Linked DNA regions of Sus scrofa: region 1 is linked to region 2. A link is a contact called in public HiChIP or PLAC-seq data. All regions are on one chromosome and are shown on one strand. The core of a region is the stretch at or near the end of the contact, and the rest is flanking DNA. Distances in the headings are between cores, read along the strand shown.

Region 1 (5,613 bases), core at 2,291-4,790, 82 kb after region 2:
GCAGAGGAAATTCTCTTCGTCTTCCATATCAGGGCTCACAGAAAGTGGTGACTTATCTGAAGAACCCTAGAATAAACCAGATTGGATTGGAGGCTTCAACCAGAGTTCTTTCTGCTCCAGAGCCTCACCCCAGCCCTTCCGCATTGCCCTTGCTGGTGCCCCCAGCTGGCCTTGAGGAAATGGCCCCACTCTGTGCTGCAAGGTAGGATGCTGCTGTATCAATCCCGTGATCCAACACTGCATGATTTCTTTCTTTAAATTTAAAAACAAGATGCATTTTTGAATATAATATGACTAGGGCTGTATTTTAAAAATTAGTTCAAATAAATTTTATTGTAATTGCATCGTGGCTTTGTCTTAGCATTGCTAGAATGATACGGGGTTCAGCATAATTTTTCTCTTCTCATGAGACCATTTTTATTGAAGTATAGTTAATTTACAAGGCTGGGATAATTTCTGCTGAACAACAAAGTGACCCAGTCGTATATATACACATATCCATTTTCTCCAAACAGCATGGTTTCTGAGTGAAAAATGATGGCAAAATAGTAGCCTCTCGAAATTAAGTTTTTTAAGACAAACATGTGAGCTATCTACCAGAAAGAGTAATTCAGGAGTTCCTGTCGTGGCACAGCGGAAATGAATCCGACCAGGAACCAGGAGATTGTGGGTTCAATCCCTGGCCTTCTCAGTGGGTTAAGGATCCGGTGTTGCTGTGAGCTGTGGTGTAGGTGGCAGATGCAGCTCAGATCTGGCGTTGCTGTGGCTCTGGCATAGGCCAGCAGCAACAGCTCTGATTAGACCCCTAGCCTGGGAACCTCCATGTGCCGCGGGTACAGTCCTAAAGGCAAATGACAAAAGCCACACACACACACACACACACACACAAAAAAATAGTGATTTAATTTTTTTTTTTTGCTCCTGAAAAAAAAATAAGATGGATTGAAATTATATTATGGCTTAGTGAACATTTACTTTTGCCAGATATCACACTGTGTTCTTTGCAGAGTTCTCCCTTTTAAACTTATCTATGATGTAGATATTATTAGTCCTATTTTCTAGATGGTGAGACGGAAGCTCAGACATTGTGTAAGCCACACAGGACTTTACTAGTGTTAGAAGCCAAAACAGGATCCCCACATCGACTCCAAATCCCTCGTTTAATCCACACACGGTATTATTTCCCTCTCATTTCTGCTCTACTGGATCAGAAACTAACAAGTATCCAGATCTTGTTGTGTGGTGAACTAAAACTAATTCCCTTGGCCCTTCTACCTCTGGCCACCATGACTATTAGGAAAATTTGGTAGGAGAACTTTGAATAAGCTATTCAAAGACCCCTAGAGGAAAGGACCCACAATATTTTTTTCTGATATTAAAGTCACCAAGAGGAAGTATCTTCTTCAATTGACTCAGGCTTTAGTATCGTCAAGTGTGCTCTAAGGTGGGTCTGAAATAGTATTTATTCATTTATTTGGCTACACCTGTGGCAGGCAGAAAAGATCGAACCCACACCATAGTAGCTACCAGAGCCACAGCAGTGACAATGCTGGATCCTTAACCTGCTGAGCCACCAAAGAACTCCTGAAATAATATTTAAAAATAGCTCAGGAGTTCCTGCTGTGGCTTAGTGAGTTGAGGACCCGGCGTTGTCTCTGTGAGGATAAGGGTTAAAGATCTGGCATTGCCACAGGCTGTAGCAAGGTCGCAGATGCAGCTTGGATCCTGTGTTGCTGTGGCTGTGGCATAGCTCCTACTTGACCCCTAGCCTGGGAACTTCCACATGCTACAGGTGGGCCTGTAAAAAGAAAAAGAAAAAAACCCCAGCTCAGTCCATAAAATTAGCAAGTACTAACAATAAAACATTGCTAAAATATTGCTTTATCTACTATTGATTATTTCCCAACAATTGTAGACTTTGCATGTTACTATGATTTACATTAATCACAGTTTGCAGGGAAAGAACTTTACAAGGCATGGGGCTTTGCAGTCAATGTTTGAATTCACTCTGTGACATTTAGTTGCGTTGTCTTTCTCCTAGAAACCTCATGAAGGCACCTAGGTCTTAAAGATGTCTGGCAGTTCTAAAATTCTGACAATAAATTATTTATATGATTGAGAGATTTGGACAGGAGACAGGAGAAGAGCCAAGGGTGTGACTGTTTACCTTGTTGACCAGGTAACAGACAACATTCTTTGTTCAGTTTGTATTCTTCTTCTATTTTTTTTTTCTTTTTAGGCCGCACCTGCAGCACATGGAAGTTCCCAGGCTAGGGGTGGAATTGGAGCCACTGGCCTACGCCACAGCCACAGCCACACCAGATCCGAGCGGCACCTGCCTCATATGCCACACTTTGCACCTTGCGGCAACACCAGATCCTGAACCCACTGAGCTCTGCCAGGGATGGGACCTGGATTCTCATGGATACTAGTCGGGTTCTTAACCCGCCGAGCCAGAATGGGAACTCCTTGGTCTGAATTCTTGTTAAAGATGCTTTGTCTCATGTTTTGTCCTGTAAGAGAAATTATAACAATAACATGCTCCAGGCAAACAACTGCAACAGCACAGAAAGGAATTCTTGTTCAGCTTGGAAGGAACGAAGCATGTGTGTAGACTTTTAACCTCAAATAGGCTCAGAGTATAAGGATGTTTTTTAGGCCCAACTATCTTTTTTTTTTTGGTCTTTCCGGGGCACTTGGAACATGGAAGTTCCCAGGCTAGGGCTCTAATCGGAGCTGTAGCCTCTGGCCTACCCCACAGCCACAGCAACACTGGATCAGAGCTGCATCTGCGAACTACACCACAGCTCAAGGTAAGGCCAGATCCTTAACCCACTGGGCAAGGCCAGGGATCGGACCCGTGTCCTCATGGATGCTAGCCGGGTTCGCTAACCGCTGAGCCACGAAGGGAACTCCCAATTATCTTTTTTAGGATAATCTGTAATACCACTCCAAGGGCAGAACGCAGCGGGAAGCTTCCCTCTTACAGCATCACTTACTTTCTGGTTCTTACAAGATACGCAATTCTAGAACCCATGTTCACTGGAAAGGTGCCGGGAAAAATAAGCACTTTCAAAAAGCACGCAAGCTTATGTGTGAAATCATTCCATTTCCAAACTCCCAAGACTTGGCGGGTCTGAGAGCAGCTGACCTTCCGAGCAGCCAGGAACGCCCCTGCAGGCATGGCCAGCTTGCGAGGGAAGGGGTGGATGCTCTGGGGACATGGAGGGGGTGGGGGGGAGCTGGGGGTGTGGTCTGCCTGGCGCCCCCTACCCAAGGGTCCGCATTCTCAGAGCTCCACCTGGAAATGTCTGCGGTACTGGGGTCCCGCGGAGCACCCCCTGCCTACGCGTGCGCAGCGGCGCCGGGCGTTGGGCTGAAGGAGGGGGCCCGGGCGGCCACGTGGCTCCGCAGGAATGCGCGGGCGCGTGGGCGGAGCGCGGCCGAGGAACGGGCGGGTGTGGGAACCAATGGGCTCCGGGTACCGTCCAGTTCGGCCAATCACGGCGTGAAGGTGGGCTGTCTCCTTGGTGGGGGGGGCAGGGGAGCATCCCTGGGCGGCGGACGCGGGGCGGGAGAGGGGCGCTCGGAGGGACGGCAGACTGGGGTCCCGTCCGGGCTGCAGGGTAAGTGCGGACACGGGATGGTCTGGGGGCGGAGAGGGGTCCTGCGGGGTGAGAGCGGGCTGGGAATGGATGGTAGTCCTTGATCGGCCCCTCCAGCGAGCCTATCGCGGAGACTCGGAGATTTCTTTTTTCCTTCCAAAGTTGCACTTCTGCCCAACTCCCCCCGAACCGGCCAAATCCTGCTGCTCCGTGGAGTCCGGGCTGCCCGCCCGTCCCGGGGCTTTGCGGGACGGTGCCAGGGCCTCTCGGGGTGCTCCCTGCCCCCGGGCGCAGACAGTGCAGGTGACGTCGGCGATAACGCGAACCGCGGCGAGACCCCACCGGCTGTCAGGAGTGTGCAGGAGGGATCCCAGGCCCGGGCCTGGAGTCTGGATCAGCTCGACCCCGTGAAGCTGCTGGAGGAATAGCAACTTGGGGTGTTTGGGTGGGGACCAGAATTTTATATTTTCTTATAAAGGCAAAAGTCTGAGGCCCACCTTAGGGTGAAAATATTTATTTGCTACTTTAAAACCCTGTGCGTGTTTGCTCTCACCGCCCACCCCCCCATCATTGCTGCAGAAACTGAAGCAGGTGTACGACCAGTGGTCGCAGGTGCCTTACTGAACCCCACCTGGCAAGCCTGGCAACACTTCTTCCCTCTGGGAGACCCTCAGTTGTTACTTAAAAATCTGAGTAAATGTTCTAGCTCTTAATAGGATGTGTACATTCTGAGAAAGCAGCAGACATATTTGGTGCAGTGTAATATTCATTTCAGTTACTAGTAGTAAAAATTCTCATTAACACAAAACAATGGATTTTTAGGTTTTCTTTGGTTAAGCCACAAAAGGAAAATACTGTCAATGTTCTGGATTTTGTGCAGGAGTTAGTTATGTCCCTCCAGGTTCAATTCTTGCTTAGAAATGTATTTTGAACATCTGTTTTATAGGAAATAACTTTTGTTATCAAGGAAAGGTGAGGTGTGCTCTTTGTACAATTTTAAAATATAATTCATCCCTTAAGCTGTCACAATGCTTCCTTGATTGGCCTGGGATATGATTTAGTGGCCACATCTGCACTCAGGTGACTCAGTGAGGGACTCTTTAAAGTCAGGTGTAGACTTTCATGGTTTCCTGATTTTAGGTGTTATATGTAGTTTTCACAGGTAGAAACGTTAGCGGAGTGAAATGGGACAGAAGGGGAACACACGTGATGTAAGATGATGGGCCTCCTGGAAGTGTAGTTTAGAAAGAAGTGGGGTGGGGGGTGTTCTGGGAGCTTTGCAGTACAGAGTGGCGTTCGGGTCCAGGTAGACGTGACGGGTCTGAGAGCTGCAGCCTGGTTTCTTTCTGCAGGTGTGGGGCAGGGCCAGTGCTGGGCATGGCCTGGGACTCCTGTGTGACATGTGATGACCTTGAGCAGTAAGGCCTGGGAGAGCTGGCAAAGGACCTACTTGTCCACCACCAGTCCCCAACCATCACACCCCCTTTTTACCAACTCAGGCTCTTCAGAGATCCTCACGCTTCCCAACTTGAGGCTTTTCAAGCCTGTTTGCGTTTATTTCTTTGTGTGTGTGTGTGTACACTGTCCTTTTTTAAATTTTTTATTGATTTATTTTTTGTCTTTTTGTCCTTTTAGGGCCGCACCCACGGCATATGGAGGTTCCCAGGCTAGGGATCTAATCAGAGCTGTAGCTGCTGGCCTACGCCAGAGTCACAGCAATGCCAGATCCGAGCCGCGTCTGTGACCTACACCACAGCTCACGGTAGTGCCTGATCCTTAACCCACTGAGTGAGGCCAGGGATCGAACACGAAACCTCATGGTTCCTAGTTGGATTCCTTTCCTCTACGCCACGATGGGAACTCCTTTTTAAAATTTTTTAAAATTAAATTATAGTTGATTTATGATGTGTCAATTTCTGCTGTACAGGAAAGTGATGCAGTCATACATACATATATACATTCTTTTTCTCATATTATCTTCTATCATGGTCTATCTCAGGAGACTGGA
Region 2 (6,093 bases), core at 2,099-4,598:
TTTAGCTGGTTTTTTGCTGTGGCCACGGCACATGGAAGTTCCCTGACCAGGGACTGAACCTATGCCACTGCAGTGACAATCCTGGATCCTTAACCCACTGAGCCACCAGGGAACTCCAAGAAACACCCGGTTTAAAACTGGAGGGAGGGAGCTTCCTGGTGGCCTAGTGGTTAAAACACTGGTTGATCCCTGGCATGGGAACTTCCACATGCTGTGGGCTCCACCTAAAAAAAAAAAAAAAAACTGGGGAGACCCCTCCCTCCCTGACCGACTGAGAATACAGTCATGTTGCTTGGTTCTTAGAAAGAAACAAGCAGAGGCTAGAAATCACATTACTTCTCTGCTAATGTCTTTTAGAATCTTTTCTTTTTTTTGCTTTTTAGGGCCACACCTGCGGCATATGGAGGTTCCCAGGCTAGGTGTTGAGTCAGAGATATAGCTGCCGGGACTACGTGCCACAGCCAACAGCAACACCAGTCTGCAACCTACACCACAACTCACGGCAAAGCCAGATCCTTAACCCACTGAGCGAGGCCAGGAATTGAACCTGAAACCTCATGTTTCCTAGTCAGATTTGCTTCTGCTACACCACAACCGGAATTCCCCTGTCTTTTTCTTAATTAAACAAACAGTGAGCATGTGTTACATATATATATATATTTTTTTTTTCTTTTTTTTGTCTTTTTGCCTTTTCTAGGGCCGCTCCCACAGCATATGGAGATGCTAGGGGTCTAATTGGAGCTGTAGCCGCTGGCTTATGCCAGAGGCACAGCAATGCAGGATTCGAGCCACCACAGCTCACGGCAATGCTGGATCCTTACCCCACTGAGCAAGGTCAGGGATCGAACCTGCAACCTCATGGTTCCTAGTTGGATTCATTAACCACTAAGCCAGGACAGGAACTCCATGTATTGCTTGTATAATCAGAAAAAAAGATGCCATCCCTGGCCACTTCCTCTAAAATGTGCATTCAATCCTCTTCTCCAAGACCTCAGGTGTAGAATTCCATAGCTCAGGCTCCTCTTGAGCATCTGTAGGAAGCAGGAAGCAGGAGTCACTTAACCTTACTCACAGGAACCTCCATTTCCTTATCTACGAAGTACGGGCCCGTACAGCTGAGGTGTGAGTGAGCTGCCTACTGAGAGGGCTCAGCTTGGCGGCAGCAACATGGAGTGACCTCGCTGTCAGGAAGGCCTGGAAGAGGAGGGGACAGAGCCCTGGCCAGGTGACTCAGGAGGTCAGCGACCAGGTTGCAAACACAGGTGCCTCATTTTGGGTGCTCAAAGCAGGAATCGGGGTGCATTTCATTCAGAGTCTTCTCCGTTCCATTGGGTTATTGATCACCAGTTATACCTGTAATTTTTGAAAAAATGATTGCTTTCATCACATATTTTAAAGGTAGCAGAGCAGGGAGTTCCTGTCATGGCTCAGTGGTTAACAAACCCAACTAGTATCCATGAGGATGCGGATTCGATCTCTGGCGTTGCTCAGTGGGTTAAGGATCCTGTGTTGCCTTGAGAGGTGGTCACAGACGTGGCTCAGATCTGGTGTGGCTGTGGCTGTGGCGTAGGCCGGCAGCTGCAGCTCTGATTAGACCCCTAGCCTGGGAACGTCCATATGCCGCAGGTGTGGCCCTAAAAAGACAATAAAAGAAAATAAAAATAAAAGTAGCATAGCAGAAAAATACAGTCCTTGAACATCTTAACCTAAGCTGAGAAATTTACTGCCAGCATGCTAATCAGGTCACCACTTCACCTTTCTGAGCCCAGTTCCTCATTTGAAAGGCGGACCTGGTCACAGCATGCACAGAGGACACCAAGAGTGAGGGCAATGACTGGGGAAGTGGCAGCACCTTGAGCACCAGATCTCTGTTTCTACAGGAGACTCAGGATTTAGCTGAACCTTGATGAGAATCAGAAAATCAGAAGATACAATCATTGTTGATACTTTGTTTTCAAGAGGTGTTGATAATTTAAACATCTTATTTCATCCTCAAATTCTCTTCACCACTGGGAGACTTTGGGAAGGGGAAGCAACACAAAACAAGAGTGAGTCTCCAGAGCTGTCGTTTTTAATCCAACTCAGTACATTTACTGTGTGTCTCTCATATGGTCTCCCTACACCAGGGTGGGTGTAGGGAGGAAAGAAGGCTTTCCATGTGATTTCCCGTATTTTCAGCAGATGTGTGTGAATCATGGGTGATTCCCAAGTGCTGGGGATACAGGAGTGACAGGCACATTCCCAAGTGCTGGGGATACAGGAGTGACAGGACCACATTCTCCTCCCATGCTGCTAACATTTTAATCAGAGGACACAGAAAATAGCTAAAACAAACCCATGAAAATACAAAGTGTCCAGCGGTGATAAGTTCAGGAAAGAAAGAAGATTCAGGGTGAGATCAGGGGAGGGCAGGCTGTAGGGACACGTGAGCATTAGGCTGGCCTGGGGTCAGGTCTGCATCTACTCTTCACACCTGAGGTCGGAGCTCAAGCAGGTAGTTTCAGCTGGTGGATGTGGAGCCCCGGGCTCTCTGAGTCAGGCCTGGAGAGGGTGCTCCTGGCTGTCTGGATCCTGGCACCTACACCCACTAGTGAACTCTAGGACCCCAGCGGCACCTCGCGGGTGCCCTGCACATGGGCTATGGGCTACCCCAGGGGGGCTGGCAAGGCCTGACTGCACCGCCCACAGTACGCGCTTCACAAGCTGTCAAACAGCTAAGGCCTTTTTTACACTCTGCAGACAGGTGAGCCACGCAGCCTGCTCCGGGTGCTAATGCGGAATCCTCCCACCGTACCAGCCGGCGTTGTGATCCTTTCCGGTTCACAAATGCGGATTCTGAGCGCAGGGTTGGCGTGGTGGGAGCAAGGCTGACAGGGGCAGGAAGCGAAACTGCACCTGAGGCTCGTTCCGTGGCCCTGGGCTGGCCTCTGCAGAGGTGCGGGCTGGGTTGGACCAATGTCACCGCCGGGAAAGGGCGGCCTCCCGCGGACCTTGGCAGCCGAGCTTTCAGGGGGCTCCGTGGGGTCTCCTAGGGTCCTCCGCAGGGTCGTCCCCGCGGGCGGTGAGTTCAGAGGCGTCGCCGAACCTGGGGGCCCCGGGACCCCCGCGAGCTCTGGGTGGACTCGGAAGACTCCTTCCTGGTTTAGCACCGCTCCGGAAGGGTCGACCTGGGACGGGAGGGGTAAGTCCCGGGCCAGCTCACGGTACAGGCCAGTGAGGAGGGGCGGCGAGTGCAGATCCGGCCCCCCTCCCACAGTACAGCCCGCGCCCCCCCCGGTATGGTACAGCCCACTCCCCCCCCCGCGGCTGCGCCCTTGGTAGCGTCCGGCCGCGGTGCGTTTTTCCCCATCCCGAATGCGCATGCGCGGCGGCTTGGGCGCGGGTCGTGACCCATCTTTGTGCAGGTGGACGCTGGGCGCTGGTGGGTGTGTGAGTCTTGTCTGCTCCTCATCTTGGACCGCAGAACCCCGCGTCCTCGCGCGGAGGAGCCCCGCGTGACCACGTCTGGCCTGCGGTGCTTGGAGGCCTGGGCTGACTGTGGGCCGTGGACCGGTCCGGCCGCCCGGTCCGCAGGTGAGCGGGGCAGGGGGCGGGTCACGCCGTCTGCAGGTGAGCCGGGCAGGTTCAGGTCGGTCTGGCGCTCCGTCGACAGGTGAGCGGTGGAGCAGAGGCCAGTTCCGCCCGTGTACCGATGAGCCGCGTGGGGGCTCGATCCGAGCGGAGTGGGAGCCAGTCCGGGCCCCGGTAGCAGGGGTGCAGCCGGCTGGTCCACCTGGGAGCTCAGCCCCTTCCGAGAGTCCAGGTCTTGCACGCTGAGGGACTGGTCAACGAGCGTCTTATCCCTGATTATTAGAGCTGAGCAGTAAGTTCCTGGGGTGACTTCAGAGATGTTCACTGCAGAGTGGTCTGTGCACAGACTCCCTCGAGAAGAGGGTTTACAAGAGAACTGTGAACATCATGCTGAAAAGAATTAGGCGAAAGGCAGCGTGTATGTTTTTCATGAAGAAGAAAAAAAACGTAAAAGCTCACATTTGGCAAGAGGATTGACCCAGCACCCCGCCCCCCCAATATAGTAATAGTGTTTAGAGCTGGGTAGGAGGATTACTAGGTTTGAATTTTGTATTTTTATGCTGGTTTATATTTTCTGAATTTTGTTTATTGAGCATGTTGTTTCTTTAATCTTGGAAAAAATCTTTTTGAACTGACGAAGTGTAACTCTCAAAATGTTAGAAACATCTGTCCAGCTGATAAGGAGCACATGTCAGTTTGCATTATCTGACTGAGCAGGGATGCCACTGGAGAGCAATGAGCCACAGCCTTTGGGATTTTACCTTCTTTGGGCCAAGAGGAGAGCTTTTGTGTCTTGTCAGTGTTGCCAGGTTAACCTCATAGACTGAAGTCTGGGCCTGTCTCACTGTTGTCTCTCCTGGAAAGTCAAGTGAACCCTCAGGGGTTTGTAAGCAGCAATTCAGCATGACATAAAACAGCATGAGTTCTCCTCTTTTTTGGGCAATATTTCCAACTTTTGTATCAGTTTAGCCACCAGTGATCAGAAGGTGCTCATAGATGCTTCTTTGTCAGAGCTGGGGGGCCCTGGTGGCCAGGGTCACATCCTGGGGACCCTACTGCCTGGCTACTGTAGTGCCGGGGCTGACACTCTAATAAATTTCAAAAAAATCGCCTGGTCTGGTGCAATAGAAGCCACTAAACCTTATACAAAAAAGAATGAGAGGAAGTTTTTGTAAATAGATCTTATAGAAAATGGGACGTGGGGAGTCAGGGGACAAGGCCTCCCCCCCCGCCCCCCAGGGAATCACCTCCCTCATGGCCACAGTTCCTCTACCTCGACCTCCGAGGTACTGGGATGGTGAGCTTCGAAGCCACCAGGATTGAAGGAACAGCGTCATCAGTGCTCATGGGTCTGCGGCCGTGTCAGGGAAGGCAACAGTGGCCCCAGGTGACAAGAAGCCCTCAGTCTGGGGACTGGGGGGAGGCAAGCCTGCAGCAGCAGGACAGGGTGACCCCAGGGTACCCTGTGCCAGGGAAGGAGAGGGGTCTGGTCAAGGGGAGTGGGCACTGGGGCTCTGCCCTCCCACCTAGTCTGTGCTGCATCCAGAGCAGGGCCTGGCTCACCCTGGGGGTGCCACCTAGTCCAAGGCAACAGCGCCTCCGCTCGTCCCTGAAGAGCCCCCACCCAAGGCCTGGCCCTGTCCCCTCATGCCTCAGGTGGATCAGCTCACTCCTGTGTCCCGGAGACCCATGGGGACAGGTCAGACCCAGAACCTCTGTGCTGCAGCGGTGTAGGAAGGGGTGTAACCAGGAGGATTAAAACAGATGGGAATAGGGCGTGTTTATAGGGTTTAAAGGGTGACAAGTGTTGGGTTTTTATAGGGAGTTGTTTCTGTTTCTTGATGGCCCTGGGGTGGTGGTGGTGGGGTGTCCCTGCTTCTGCTCTGGCTCACCTGAGTCTTTGTTGCAGTGTTGGACCTTAATCCATCTGCATTTCTTTCTCTAGATAAGACACTAAAAGGTTAACTCTTCAGGAAGGTTACCTTGAAGTGTTGTGGACCCAGAAGCCAGGCTGAAGCTTTCTCTGTGGGGAGAATTTGAAAGGCTGGTGTTTCGTCCTGGATTTCTGGGTCCTGGGAGCAAGTCCCCCATTACTGCCTGGAATGCTTGCACCACGCCTGCTGCCCTCCCCCCTTGGTCCTTGGCTCTGCATCCCATCCTTCCACCCTCATCTCAAGCACACACTTCAGAAGCAGGCAGACCCAGATTGGGTGTCCGTGTCCTAGTTTCTCCCACGTCCTGTGCAGCCGCAGGCTGGTGAGTGGGCCCTTGTGTGCAGCCTCGCTTTTCCACTTTCCTTCCCCTCCCAGCCCCCCTGCTGCACCCCCAGGACCCCTTGTGCTGCTTAATGGAAGGCAGGGCAGTCAAGGAGGGGAGATGGAGAAGCAGGGTGTGTGCTGGTCCTTTTTCAGGGTTTATCTCCAAGATAATCAGAATTTTTTTTTAATCTGACATTAATTAATTTTTGTCTTTTTAGACCTGCACCTGTGGCATGTGGCAGTTCCCAGGCTAGGTGTCGAATTG

The links. HiChIP or PLAC-seq counts read pairs in DNA pulled down with a chosen protein or histone mark.
Region 1: an H3K27ac HiChIP or PLAC-seq map of skeletal muscle shows a contact between it and region 2, with 2.8 times the contacts expected there. The contact joins the promoter of ARHGEF10 here to the promoter of CLN8 in region 2. A contact is called at or near these places in 1 of 5 promoter capture datasets (fetal liver), 3 of 47 Hi-C or Micro-C datasets (embryonic fibroblasts, fetal heart ventricle and fibroblasts) and 1 of 2 datasets of contacts at active chromatin or transcription factors (skeletal muscle).

The regions. Positions count from the first base shown.
Region 1 is chr15:33,366,553-33,372,165 of Sscrofa11.1, forward strand. ARHGEF10 (rho guanine nucleotide exchange factor 10) reads left to right here and starts at 3,541. Exons shown (of 30, transcript XM_021076496.1): 1 at 3,541-3,626.
Region 2 is chr15:33,284,947-33,291,039 of Sscrofa11.1, forward strand. CLN8 (CLN8, transmembrane ER and ERGIC protein) reads left to right here and starts at 3,349. Exons shown (of 3, transcript NM_001244565.1): 1 at 3,349-3,573. It overlaps LOC110257074 (splicing factor, proline- and glutamine-rich-like), which reads right to left and starts at 3,382. Exons shown (of 2, transcript XM_021075674.1): 1 at 2,896-3,382; 2 at 828-1,031. The coding sequence starts at 3,362. The coding sequence ends at 1,013.